Linked DNA regions of Mus musculus: regions 2 and 3 are each linked to region 1. The links are chromatin contacts, called in public Hi-C and HiChIP or PLAC-seq maps. All regions are on one chromosome and are shown on one strand. The core of a region is the stretch at or near the end of the contact, and the rest is flanking DNA. Distances in the headings are between cores, read along the strand shown. Region 1 holds the start of Entpd8 (ectonucleoside triphosphate diphosphohydrolase 8). Region 2 overlaps Gm13387 (predicted gene 13387). Region 3 overlaps Pnpla7 (patatin-like phospholipase domain containing 7).

Region 1 (3,447 bases), core at 833-3,332:
TCTCAAAAAAAACCAAAATTGAAAAAAAAAATAAAAATGTCCTTTAAAAAAGAACTTTAAGCTGGGCGTGGTGGCGCACGCCTTTAATCCCAGCACTTGGTAGGCAGAGGCAGGCGAATTTCTGAGTTTGAGGCCAGCCTGGTCTACAGAGTGAGTTCCAGGACAGCCAGGGCTACACAGAACAACCCTGTCTCAAAAAAACAAAACAAAACAAAAAAACCCAACAACAAAAAAAAACCCTTTAACTCGGGGTCACTGTTCAGTTCCAGCAACTGGATTGTGGCCCTGATCGCTCATGTTCAATGAACTATTCCTGTCTGACGGAAATTAGTCTTCCTGTGGTCTGTGAGGTCATTCTTGGACCCCAACAAAACAAAACAAACAAACAAACAAACAAACAAAAAACTGATATTGTAAAAGTCCTGCAAGTAGTGTTGGTTTTGAAGGCATGAAGGGGTCCTGGAGAGTAGCTGAGACTTGGTGAGACTTGGCACTGAGTGGCAGGGCTGAACTTCTAAAGAGATGTCAGAGGAGGCCATTGGTGAAGGTGAGTGAATCCTCAATTGCATGAACCCGGGATTGAAGGGAGTGCCTTCATTCCTGTGGGGTATGCTACAGGATACAAAGTCACAGAATTTCAGAGTGCTTGGAGGCTCAGGGAACACTCTGGCTTTGACTAGTCCAGAAGGCAGCAACATTCACTGTGAGGTTGCTCTGAAGCAGAGCTAATTGTGCTGGCTAGTTTTTATGTCCATATGATACAAGCCAGAGTCATTTTGAGAGAGGAAACCTCAACTGAGAAAATGTCCCCACCAGACTGGCCTCTAGGCAAGCTTGTAGAACATTTTCTGGATTAATGATTGATGTGGAAGTGCCCAGCTCACTGTGGGCGGTGCCACCCTTGCACTGGTGACCCTGGGTTGTATAAGAAGGCAGGCCAAACAGGGAAGAAAGAGCAAGCCAGTAAGCAGCACTTCTCCACAGCCTCTGCATCAGCTCCTGCCTCCAAGTTCCTGTCCTGCTTGAGTTCTTGCCCTAACTTTCCTCAGTGATGAACTGTTACCTTGAAGTGTAAGCCAAACAAGCCCTTTCTTCCCCAAGTTATTTTTGGTTATGATGTTTTATCACAGCAATAGAAACCCTAAAAGAACACCATCTGTCTGTCTATCTGTCTATATCTATTATCTGTCTTCTATCTATCTATCTATCTATCTATCTATCTATCTATCTATCATCTCTATCATCTCTATCTCTATTTCCTATATATCTATTATCTATCTATCATATATTTATCTTGTCTCTATTATATATTATCTATCATCTGTCTATATCTATCTATTCATCTACCTATCTATCTACTATTTATCCATTTATCTACTATCATCCATCTGAGACTGAGTCTTTCACTGAACCCGAAGCTCTGCAGTTTAGCTAGACTGGTTAGCCAGGAAGATGTCGAAATTCACCAGCTTTTGCCCCCAACCCTGTCCACAACACTGGGATTACAGACATGGGCCACCATACCTAGCTTTTATGTCAGTGTCGTGCCTCTGAACTCAGGACCTCATGCTTGTATGGCAAGCTCTTTGCCCACTGAACTATCATCTCTCCAGCTCCATTTTCTCCATTTTTTTTTTTTTTTTGAGGCTAGGTCTCCCCTACAAGCTGGCTTTGTACTCATAGGATGACCTAAAACATCTGATCCTCCTGCCTCCTGAGTGCTAGGACTTCATCAGGTACCTCCACATCGATTTCCTATGGTGCCGCGGCTTGAACATAGGACTTCCTGCATGCTAGGTAAACAATTCTACCTATATTTAACCGAGCTTTATCCAGTACCTTATGTTTTAAAATCCCAACAGGTCTAAAGAAAAGTGACTTTCTCTGACTCACCTACATTTGCAGCTCTGCAGCTCTGCAGCACCCAGCCCTGTAGCCTCTGGACGCTCAGTCACTTGTTACTTGACTCCATCTGGCCTGGCCCAAGTAAGAAGGGCAGAGGACAAGGTCCACAGTAAGCGGGAGGGTGTCCCTAGTCCTGCCTTCTCTGTCATCCCCAGGTCAGTTCCAAAGTCCGTCCTGACAACTAGGGACGCTGCTCTTCCTCCCTCCACAGGAGCAAGATGTAAGCCTGGAATTAATGAGATAGAGTAAAATTAGTAGATGCCAGAGCAGCAGCTAGAGAGCAGCCTGCTCCTCCCACCACAGCCCCAGGTTCAAGTAGGTGGAGACGGGGTGTGGAGGACAGCAGGTGTGCAGGTCAGAAGCAGAACTTCCTCAAGCTATCCTTGAAAGTTGGCTCCCAGTGCAGGTGAGCGACCTCAGGGGCTGTCCTGGTCTGTGGGCTGGCTTTGGTAGGGGAGTGCCTTTCCTGGGTGAGTGAGGGGACTGCCTGTCCTGGGTGAGGGGAGCCTGCCTTGTGCTTTTTGTATAACAACCCAGTCTCAGGTATGACACCCCTGAGGTGCGGTCTGTGTTTTCTTAGTTACTACCTGTGACCCACTTGTCCCTGTGCTTTGGGGTGCTGGCTGGAGTTACAATTCAGTCTCTGGGCAGGTCATTTGTCCTTTTTCCTCCGTTTCCCTTACTTCAGATGAGCTAGTGCCCCATTTAGCCTGTCCCTAGGAGTCCTAACCTCTGTTTACCATTCTTGAAACACTGGGAGTATTTTCATTCTTGGGGGATATGCCATGAGATACCAAGTCACAGAATTTCGAAGTGCTTGGATTCTCAGGGAACACCCCGGCTTTGCCAAGTTCAGTAGGTAACAACAGCCACTGTGAGGTATGTTCTGAAGCAGAGCTGACCAGGAGCTGCCTAGTGGCTTCTCTGTACATTGGTAGGCTGGGTAGGTCAGGACTCGGAATCCCTGCTGGGCTCCAGAGGAGATACGGGTATAGATGTCTTGAGTACTGTGGAGAATAGCATTCCATGGTCAGCTGCCCAGGTTCATCCGGGGTCAGCTAAAATCTCTCAGATCTCCATTAGAGAAATCCAAGTTTAGGATTTCAAGAAAAATCAGATGTCTTTGTTAAGAAGAATAGAATGCTAGCTGGCCTCTTGAGGGGCCCACACCTGGCCCCTGGATTCCATGTAGCATGGTTCTGAGGCTCCCAGAAAGAAGTCCAGCACTGGGAGACTCTGAAGTCCTGAGTTCAGTCCAGACATGGGACTCTTCATGGGGAATCAAGAGAGCAAGGGTCCAGAGGGAGAGGAAGGGTGATGCCTACGTAGGAGGTCTAGATGGGGCTTCATTAGCCCTTGATAGTGGCACCAGAAATGTCCATCTTGGCTCCACTGGGCTGTACCCTCTGTACTGGCCCCCAGGCTCTGTGACAATACTGGGCTTGCCCAATAAGACTTTGGAAACTGTTCTTGGCCATTTTGTTTGTTTGTTTGTTTGTTTGTTTGTTTGTTTGTGGCTGTCCTGGCTACTGATCTAACCTA
Region 2 (3,333 bases), core at 37-2,536, 46 kb after region 1:
CACCCCAGACAGAAACACTTAAATGGCTGAGACCGCTCAGCCTGTGCTGCCCGGATACCCTAGGGCAGGAGTCTCCGGAGGAGAACTTGTGTGCTGTTGGCATTATAGTTTCTGGGTTAACTTTGCTAGCACTGACATCTTTGGTGCAGGCCCAGAAGGTTGTAAGAGTCTAGTCCTAAAGTTCTGTATTCAGAGTCCCAGACCCAGCTAGGAGGCCCAGGCTGTGACCAGATCTGCATGAGGTGCCTGGAGAAGGAGGGGCTTCCAGTCACTGCACAACTAGAGTTCTGTCATGCAGCCTAAGAGATACAGACCCCAGCTCATGGCTAGAGGATGCCTCAAGTGGACTCTGGCCCACACATGCCTGCTGAACTCAATGAGGCCATCACTCATTCCAGCATCATGACTTCCACCCTGTTGCCATTGAGAGTCAAAGATGAGCACTCGTTAGGGACAGAACAGTGCTCTGGAGGCCTCCACTCCTACAGCTGTGATTTAGGTATTTGTCACCAGAAGCCAGCCACCTAAGCCCCGTAGACCTTGGTTGGCCCTGGGAGAAGGCCATGTGTCAGCAGTACCACGACTCACATAGCTTCATTTCCTGTCACACCTGCCTCTCAAAACTATTGAGGGGCACGGAGAAACCAAGATGGCCACACAGCCAGGAACAATGTGGGGTTGGGCATTGACATGCCCCCCCCCACACCCCCCGCCCGTTCTTAAGGCTGAATGGCGGCTGTGCCTGGAGAGAGTGCTGCGAGGCAGAAGGCAAGCTAGTGTTTCAGCGTCTTCTGTTACACTGAAGCTTTTCAAAGAGTGTCTGGGGCTGCTGAATGTGCCTCTCTTGCTCTCCAAGGCAGACATTCTACACAAAGGGGGCTCTTGTCCTGCACAGGCCCCTTCTGGGAAGAAAAGCCATTGTCCAGGACAGGGCCGCCCAGCAGGCGGTGCATGCTCCACTGCCCACCACCGCGCCCGTCCAAAGGGGCCTCATTCAAGCTTGTCTGCCTGGATTAGCAAGGACTCACGACTCAATGTGCTGCGATATTTCATGTCGAGGGCAGCGGCTGGCTCTGGGCAGAATCAATGCCTGCTTTTGTCTGCCGAGTTATTTTATTTACATTTTTAAAACAGCTTATCAAGGTAAAAAGATAGCTTTGCAAAAAAAAAAAAAAAAAAAAAAAAAGTGTTTGGCTTCAGGCCAGCACAGAGGTAGGAGTACGGGCTGGCACTGGGGTCCTAGGCCAGCCATGCAGTCTGGTCCTAAGCCAGCCTGGGCACCTGCCCAGCCCTCCTGCAGTTCAGGGGAGTGGGGGAGCAGGGGAAACTTATACTTCCAGAAGCCACAACCCTAGCCCCTCTGGATTTCTTGATTGTTTTCCTGAGGTTCCCTCCCGGCTACTCTGACCCAGCTGGCTGTACAGCTCTGAGTGTCCCACCTGGGCAGCAGAGGGTCAGGAAAGGGGTCCTATTACCTCCATCTGTTTTCAGCCTAGTCCTGACCTCTCCCTCCTGTGGAACCGTATCCAAGCCTTTGTACTGGACAGGCAGGGATCTTCACTGAGAGCCTGGGCTTGCCAGGTCACCCATGCACTGGTCTATCATGATCTCAGAGAAGATTCAGCAGAAATGGCCAGAGACCCATCCTAGGCTGGTCTGACCAAAATAATAGGCCACAAAGATCCCTGAAGCTCAAGCTAGGCCAAAGCCAGGGCCCTTCCTGGAGGAGGTGGCTCTGGGTTCTGCTGCCTCCCCTCACCCAGCAAGGGCAGCTGACAGTAGCTAAATAGGAGTGGGACGGCGTCTCTCTTGCCCTAGCCCCTGCCCAGGTAGGCTATGAAAATAAAACAAACAAACAAACAAACCTCTTCCAAAACACCCCACTGCCTCTACAGATCCACACTGTGGATAATGGGACTTCGAACCTAGGAGTGCTGGCTGCACACCAGGCCACCTGGCCACTAGAGGGCAGCCTAGGTGCGTGGGGAGAGCCTGCCTGGCATATATAAACTAGCCTAGTGACCCCATATAGAAAGCATAACCGTGCACCTCTAGCTCCCAGAATGCTCCTGGTCAGCCCATCTACCTAACAGATGAGGCTTGAGCCTCCACACTTAAGAAGCACAGCCCACCCTGAGACAAGCCTCCCAGTCAGGGGGTTTGGGTCCCATTAAGAGCCGGGCTTAGGGAAGACTGACCATCTGGAACATCGCTAGGACACTAACAATGCAGTTGAAGTTGTGGGAAGCCCCAGACCCTTCACCCACTGCCCCTCACCATCTCACTCAGACTTCCTTCTCCCCGAGCCACTTGGCAGAGAGTCTGAACCCACAGTCGGAAGAGAATAGCCCAGTCCTTGGCTCCCCTGTCTCTGATGAAGCCAGGTCAGGCCCAGGGGAGGGAGGGGCCTTAGGGGACTCTGAGTGGGCCTGATCCTAACATGATGTGTGTATGGGGTGCTGCACATCCCTAGTTTCCCTGGATCCTGCAGCTTCTGGAGGATCTGTGACCCAGAAGGCCCTTGTGTGAAGCTGTAGGTATCTCCTGGTGATCACGTTCCGTCCTCCTCTAAGCCCTGCATGCAGATCCTAAGACTATCCTCATATTCTGTATTTCTCTTCAAACCATGCATACCTTCCCCCTGCCCTGAGATCATCCCACGCTCTGTGCCCCATGGGACCTGGTGAGGCCAAGCCCCCTGGATAAGAGCCAGCTATGGAGGCATTGGGTCAGCACAGGGAAAGCCCAGCCCGGACCCCTTGGGCTAGATGCCGCCAAGCCTTTCCCAGGCTGCTATTTTGGGCTCTCTGAGACTTGGGGGTGGGGTGCCAGATAGCTTTGCTGCTGCTCATGCTGGTTATTTTTGCTCATAATGGGAGTACGATATATGGAAATTATTAATAGCCTCCCCGGCTACGGTACGTGCTGGTACTCAGGGCCAGCGTGTGCTCTGTCCCGCGGTGGGAAGGTCTCGCTGCACAGCAGGTTTGGGGGAATTGCCTCTCAGCTACACCCAATCCCCATCAAATGCTTCCCAGGCTGCGAGTACCATTACCTACAAAGAAGTTGGTCTGGTTATCTCAAATAACCATGGCAACCTGGGGACAGATCTGACCACAGGTCTTTACATTTGAACTTCCTTCTACTTCCCAACTCCTTGGAGCTGGATGAGAGTCTAAGGGTGCCCAGTCTCTTTAGATAAAGCTCTGAGGGATTACAGGAAGTTGCTGTGGGCCCCCAGATCTCCAAGGCATGCGGTGCACCTTACCCCTCTGCTGCATGCTGGACTGGCTATGTTGACCTTCTAGACCTGTAGAAGCTCCTGCGAGAGAT
Region 3 (3,636 bases), core at 605-3,104, 40 kb before region 1:
GTTTCCTGAGGTGCCCAGTGCTCTGCCCTCTGCATTGCTTCTGGGCCACAGGTGACCCTTCCTTAGCTAATTTGAGAAGCATGGTTGTGAAAGCTTGTCACCTGCTTGTGAATGGACTAGATTTAGATCCAGGCCACTTTAGATGTGGCTTTGGGCAATTACAGGATTTCAGGCTTTACTGTGGCATGCTGTGTGTGCTACCACCCTGTGTCCACACACCTGATTGCAGGTAGGATTGTAAGGACTTGGTTCATATGTCCACAGGAGACCCAGATTTGGAGAGGCAGCCTAAAAGCGTGGCTCATCCCGTTGCCAGCAATCCCTCTCAAGGAGCTGGCCCCAGGACAAGGTGTAAACCCTGATCCCTTGCTTTTCCTAAGAGGTGGCTGCTGGGACAGACTTCTGAAATAGGTGGTTGTTTTCAGGTCCTGTCCTGCTGCTGACCAGTGACAACATCAAACAACGCCTGGGTTCCGCTGCTCTAGACAGGTGCGCCCCTGCCCCCGTGTGGTCTCACATGGAGAATTTTAGCCAATTCGAACTTCTTTCTTAGCTGTCCTGGCATGGTCCTAAGATGGGCCTCATTATCCCTGTGCTTGGTGTCTGCACATGACAGCATGTTCCTTGTCCAGCTGTATTCTCTATTCTGTATATGTCCTTGGGTACCACTAGAGGTCCAGGAGACAACAGGCCTCTCTTTAACATATAGGCAGCTTTGCATCTCACTTTCTCTTAAGCCACCAACCTCTAGACCTGGCCACAGCCTCTGTTCAACTGCCCAGTTCCAAGCCTCCTTTGCTGTTCTGTGGGAGGGATGCTAATGAAGAAGGTGAGAGGCCAGCAATCAGGAGGCAGAGGCAGACCAATCTCTGTAAATTCAAGGCTAGTGTAGCCTACAGAGTGAGTTCCAGGCCAGCAGTGCCATATAGTGAGATACTGTTAAATAAAAAAAAAAAAAAAAAAAAAGAAAGAAAAAAAAAGAAAAGAAAAGAAAAAAATTTGGGGGCTGGTGTCTGCTCTATCAGAGGTCCTGAGTTCAGTTCCCAGCAACCACATGGTGGCTCATGACACCTATAAAGGGATCTGTTTCCACCTTCTGGCCTGCAGATATATATGCAGACAGAGCACTCATACATAAATAAAATTTAAAAATTATTTTAAGAAGGTGAGGTGCTGCCCTGTGTCTTGCAGCATCCATGAGTACCGGCTCTCCAGTTGGCTGGGCCAGCAGGAGGACATCCACCGGATTGTGCTGTATCAGGCAGACGGCACACTCACACCGTGGACCCAGCGCTGCATCCGGCAGGCTGACTGCATCCTCATCGTGGGCTTGGGTGAGCAAGAGCCAGCAGTAGGTGAGGTGAGTGCTCAGAGGGACTTCCATCTCCTGAACTATGTCCATCTTTGCTTTGGTTGAAATATTACTCAGAAGAGGACCCACATATCTACCACCCACTCTTTAGACGCTTTGCAGTATTCACTCTTAGAGATTATAGAGAAACAGAGGCCTATTTTATATCATTCTGAAATTTATTTTTGGGTGTTTTGGGACAGGGTTTCACTCTGTATCCCTGACTGTCCTGGAACTCACTATATAGACCAGGCTGGCCTCTGAACTCATAGAGATCCCTCTGCATCTGCCACCCAAGCGCTGGGATCAGAGGTGTGTGCCACCTCCACCCAGCATGAAATTTGCCTTTCCATCAGCAGGTAGGATTTTGATACAGACACCCTCCACCCCCCACCCCAGGTTTGGTCCATTTTGGTGGCTGTTGTTTTTCCGTTGTGAGCACTGCACCATCTGTGCTTGCAGCCTCTGCTGGTTACTTCACAGCACCGAATCCAGTGCCAGTTGTCTTCAGAGGCTTTCAGGCTGTTGACCCCAGAGGGTTTGTTTGCTCTTATTAGATTCGGCCAAGTGCTGAGCGGCTTGTTTTCAGTTTCCCTTTGTGAATGGCTGCAGGTATGGCTGAAAAGCCCCATGTCCTTCCCAGAAATGAAAACTCTGAGGAGCAATAAGTCTTCATTTTGATTAGTGTTCTCGTCTCCTCTCTGGTCTACCTGCTCAGCTCTCATTTCAGGCATCTCCTCTGCCTGTCTAATCTGGGAGCAGCCAAGTTCATCCCCTCTGGCGTGACCCCCCATTGTAGAGAAGCTGTGCTGTTTTGTAAGGGCAGTTCCCCAAAAGGTGTGCGTCATTTGTAAAGGTTGTAGCACACATTCATGAAGTAGTATTTGAGATACAGGACATGCTCCTGTCTCGTACTCCGAGCACCCTCACAGTCATGTTGGCCACCCAGCATTTACAGTTGAGTGGACCATGTGGTCAGAGTATTAGTAACCCCAAGATGGGCCGTCTTTATAGCCTAGCTACTAACTAGACCAATCACACACTGTCTTCTCTGGGGCCAGTCATCAGGGTATTGTTGAGTGTAGATCTTGGGGACAACTCTGTGATGGTCCTTGGTTCTATATATTGTGCTCAGTGCTCAGGCTTGCCTGAACTTGCTGACCAGGCCCTTCTCTTCCCCTAGCTGGAGCAGATGTTGGAGAGCACAGCTGTGCGTGCCCAGAAGCAGCTAATCTTGCTGCACAAAGAGGACGGTCCAGTGCCTTCCCGCACAGTGGAGTGGCTCAACATGCGAAGTTGGTGTTCTGGCCATTTGCACCTCTGCTGCCCACGCCGTGTCTTCTCCAAGAGAAGCTTGCCCAAGCTGGTAAGACCTGGTGGGCTGGCTCAGTGGGACTTGGCCCTGACTACATCATTTCTGGCCTTCAGCTATATATTTAAAACTGTCTTCCTCCCCCTTTATGCAGCATCAGGGCTTGTGGGTTCTGGTTGGGCTTGCCTCTGCCTCTGAACTCTGACTGTGACCTTAACTCTTGTGCTACCTTGCAGATGAAGAAAGGCACAACATGGTGGGAGCACAAGCACAGAGGCCATCAAGACCTGGGAAGGCCAGGAGTCTGTGCTTGACTTAGGTTCAGGGTCCAAGGCTGAGAGCCTCACATTTAGCCAAAGCCCCAGAGAGATCTCATGATCAGGTCCCTACACTATCCCTTCAGGGCAGAAGCAGACACAATCCTGAGACACTTCTTCCTTGGGTCAGCTTTAGTTCTTCGGGCCCAGTGTGAAAACTAGGTGGTGCCCACATGCCATAGCTCATTCAACCCTCACAGCTCAATGGACAGCATCCTGTTAACTGCATCTCTGCTCCTGAGAATACTGTCTACATAGAGGGCCAGTGGAGAGACTCAGGTGGGACATCCTGGGGGGCTCTGTGGTCTTAGGTAGTCTATAAGCTCCCTCCAGGTTTGTTTGTCCTCTGCCAGCACCCACCAGGTAAGCTTGGACCTTTCCGGGCACTTGGGTGCTCATAGGACTGTGTTCTGGAAAGGATAGGATATGAGGCAAATCAAGACATGCAGAGTTAAAAAAACAAAAACAAACAAACAAAAAAACCAAATAGCTGGACGTGGTGGCACATGCCTTTAATCCAGGCAGAGGCAGGCGAATTTCTGAGTTTGAGGCCAGCCTGGTCTACAAAGTGAGTTCCAAGACAGCCAGGGCTATACAGAGAAACCCTGTCTCGAAAGAGCAAAAAGAAAAAAAAAAGACATGCAGAGTTTTAGCTG

What was found. A called contact is a pair of places that touch in the nucleus more often than the background predicts. HiChIP or PLAC-seq counts read pairs in DNA pulled down with a chosen protein or histone mark.
Region 2: an HNF4G HiChIP or PLAC-seq map of pancreatic cancer cells shows a contact between it and region 1. The contact joins the enhancer-like site here to the promoter of Entpd8 in region 1. A contact is called at or near these places in 6 of 39 promoter capture datasets (the HPC-7 cell line, cranial neural crest, embryonic stem cells and 2 more), 1 of 15 datasets of contacts at CTCF or cohesin (pro-B cells), 6 of 484 Hi-C or Micro-C datasets (2-cell embryo, the 63-12 cell line, bone marrow-derived macrophages and 3 more), 4 of 115 datasets of contacts at active chromatin or transcription factors (the HPC-7 cell line, embryonic stem cells, liver and 1 more) and 4 of 9 other capture datasets (adipose tissue, embryonic tail, liver and 1 more).
Region 3: a Hi-C map of liver shows a contact between it and region 1, with 1.9 times the contacts expected there. The contact joins the enhancer-like site here to the promoter of Entpd8 in region 1. A contact is called at or near these places in 14 of 39 promoter capture datasets (the HPC-7 cell line, the SN4741 cell line, embryonic stem cells and 7 more), 4 of 484 Hi-C or Micro-C datasets (all in liver), 1 of 115 datasets of contacts at active chromatin or transcription factors (embryonic stem cells) and 4 of 9 other capture datasets (adipose tissue, embryonic stem cells, liver and 1 more).

The regions. Positions count from the first base shown.
Region 1 is chr2:25,078,241-25,081,687 of GRCm38.p6, forward strand. It overlaps Entpd8 (ectonucleoside triphosphate diphosphohydrolase 8), which reads left to right and starts at 2,083. Exons shown (of 10, transcript NM_028093.1): 1 at 2,083-2,311.
Region 2 is chr2:25,125,430-25,128,762 of GRCm38.p6, forward strand. All of the region lies in intron 2 of Gm13387 (predicted gene 13387), which reads right to left. Among named protein-coding and RNA genes, the nearest start is that of Gm13387, 18 kb to the right of the region's middle. RefSeq lists an enhancer at 1-2,661. Within about 2 kb of position 1,287, at least 75 of the 459 cell types and tissues checked have an H3K27ac peak or open chromatin away from gene starts, as enhancers often do. A contact at or near this core is called in liver and pancreatic cancer cells, where this site is marked.
Region 3 is chr2:25,038,412-25,042,047 of GRCm38.p6, forward strand. It overlaps Pnpla7 (patatin-like phospholipase domain containing 7), which reads left to right. Exons shown (of 35, transcript NM_146251.4): 22 at 426-489; 23 at 1,192-1,360; 24 at 2,535-2,717. Among named protein-coding and RNA genes, the nearest start is that of Nsmf, 14 kb to the right of the region's middle. Within about 2 kb of position 1,855, at least 4 of the 459 cell types and tissues checked have an H3K27ac peak or open chromatin away from gene starts, as enhancers often do. A contact at or near this core is called in liver and pancreatic islet, where this site is marked.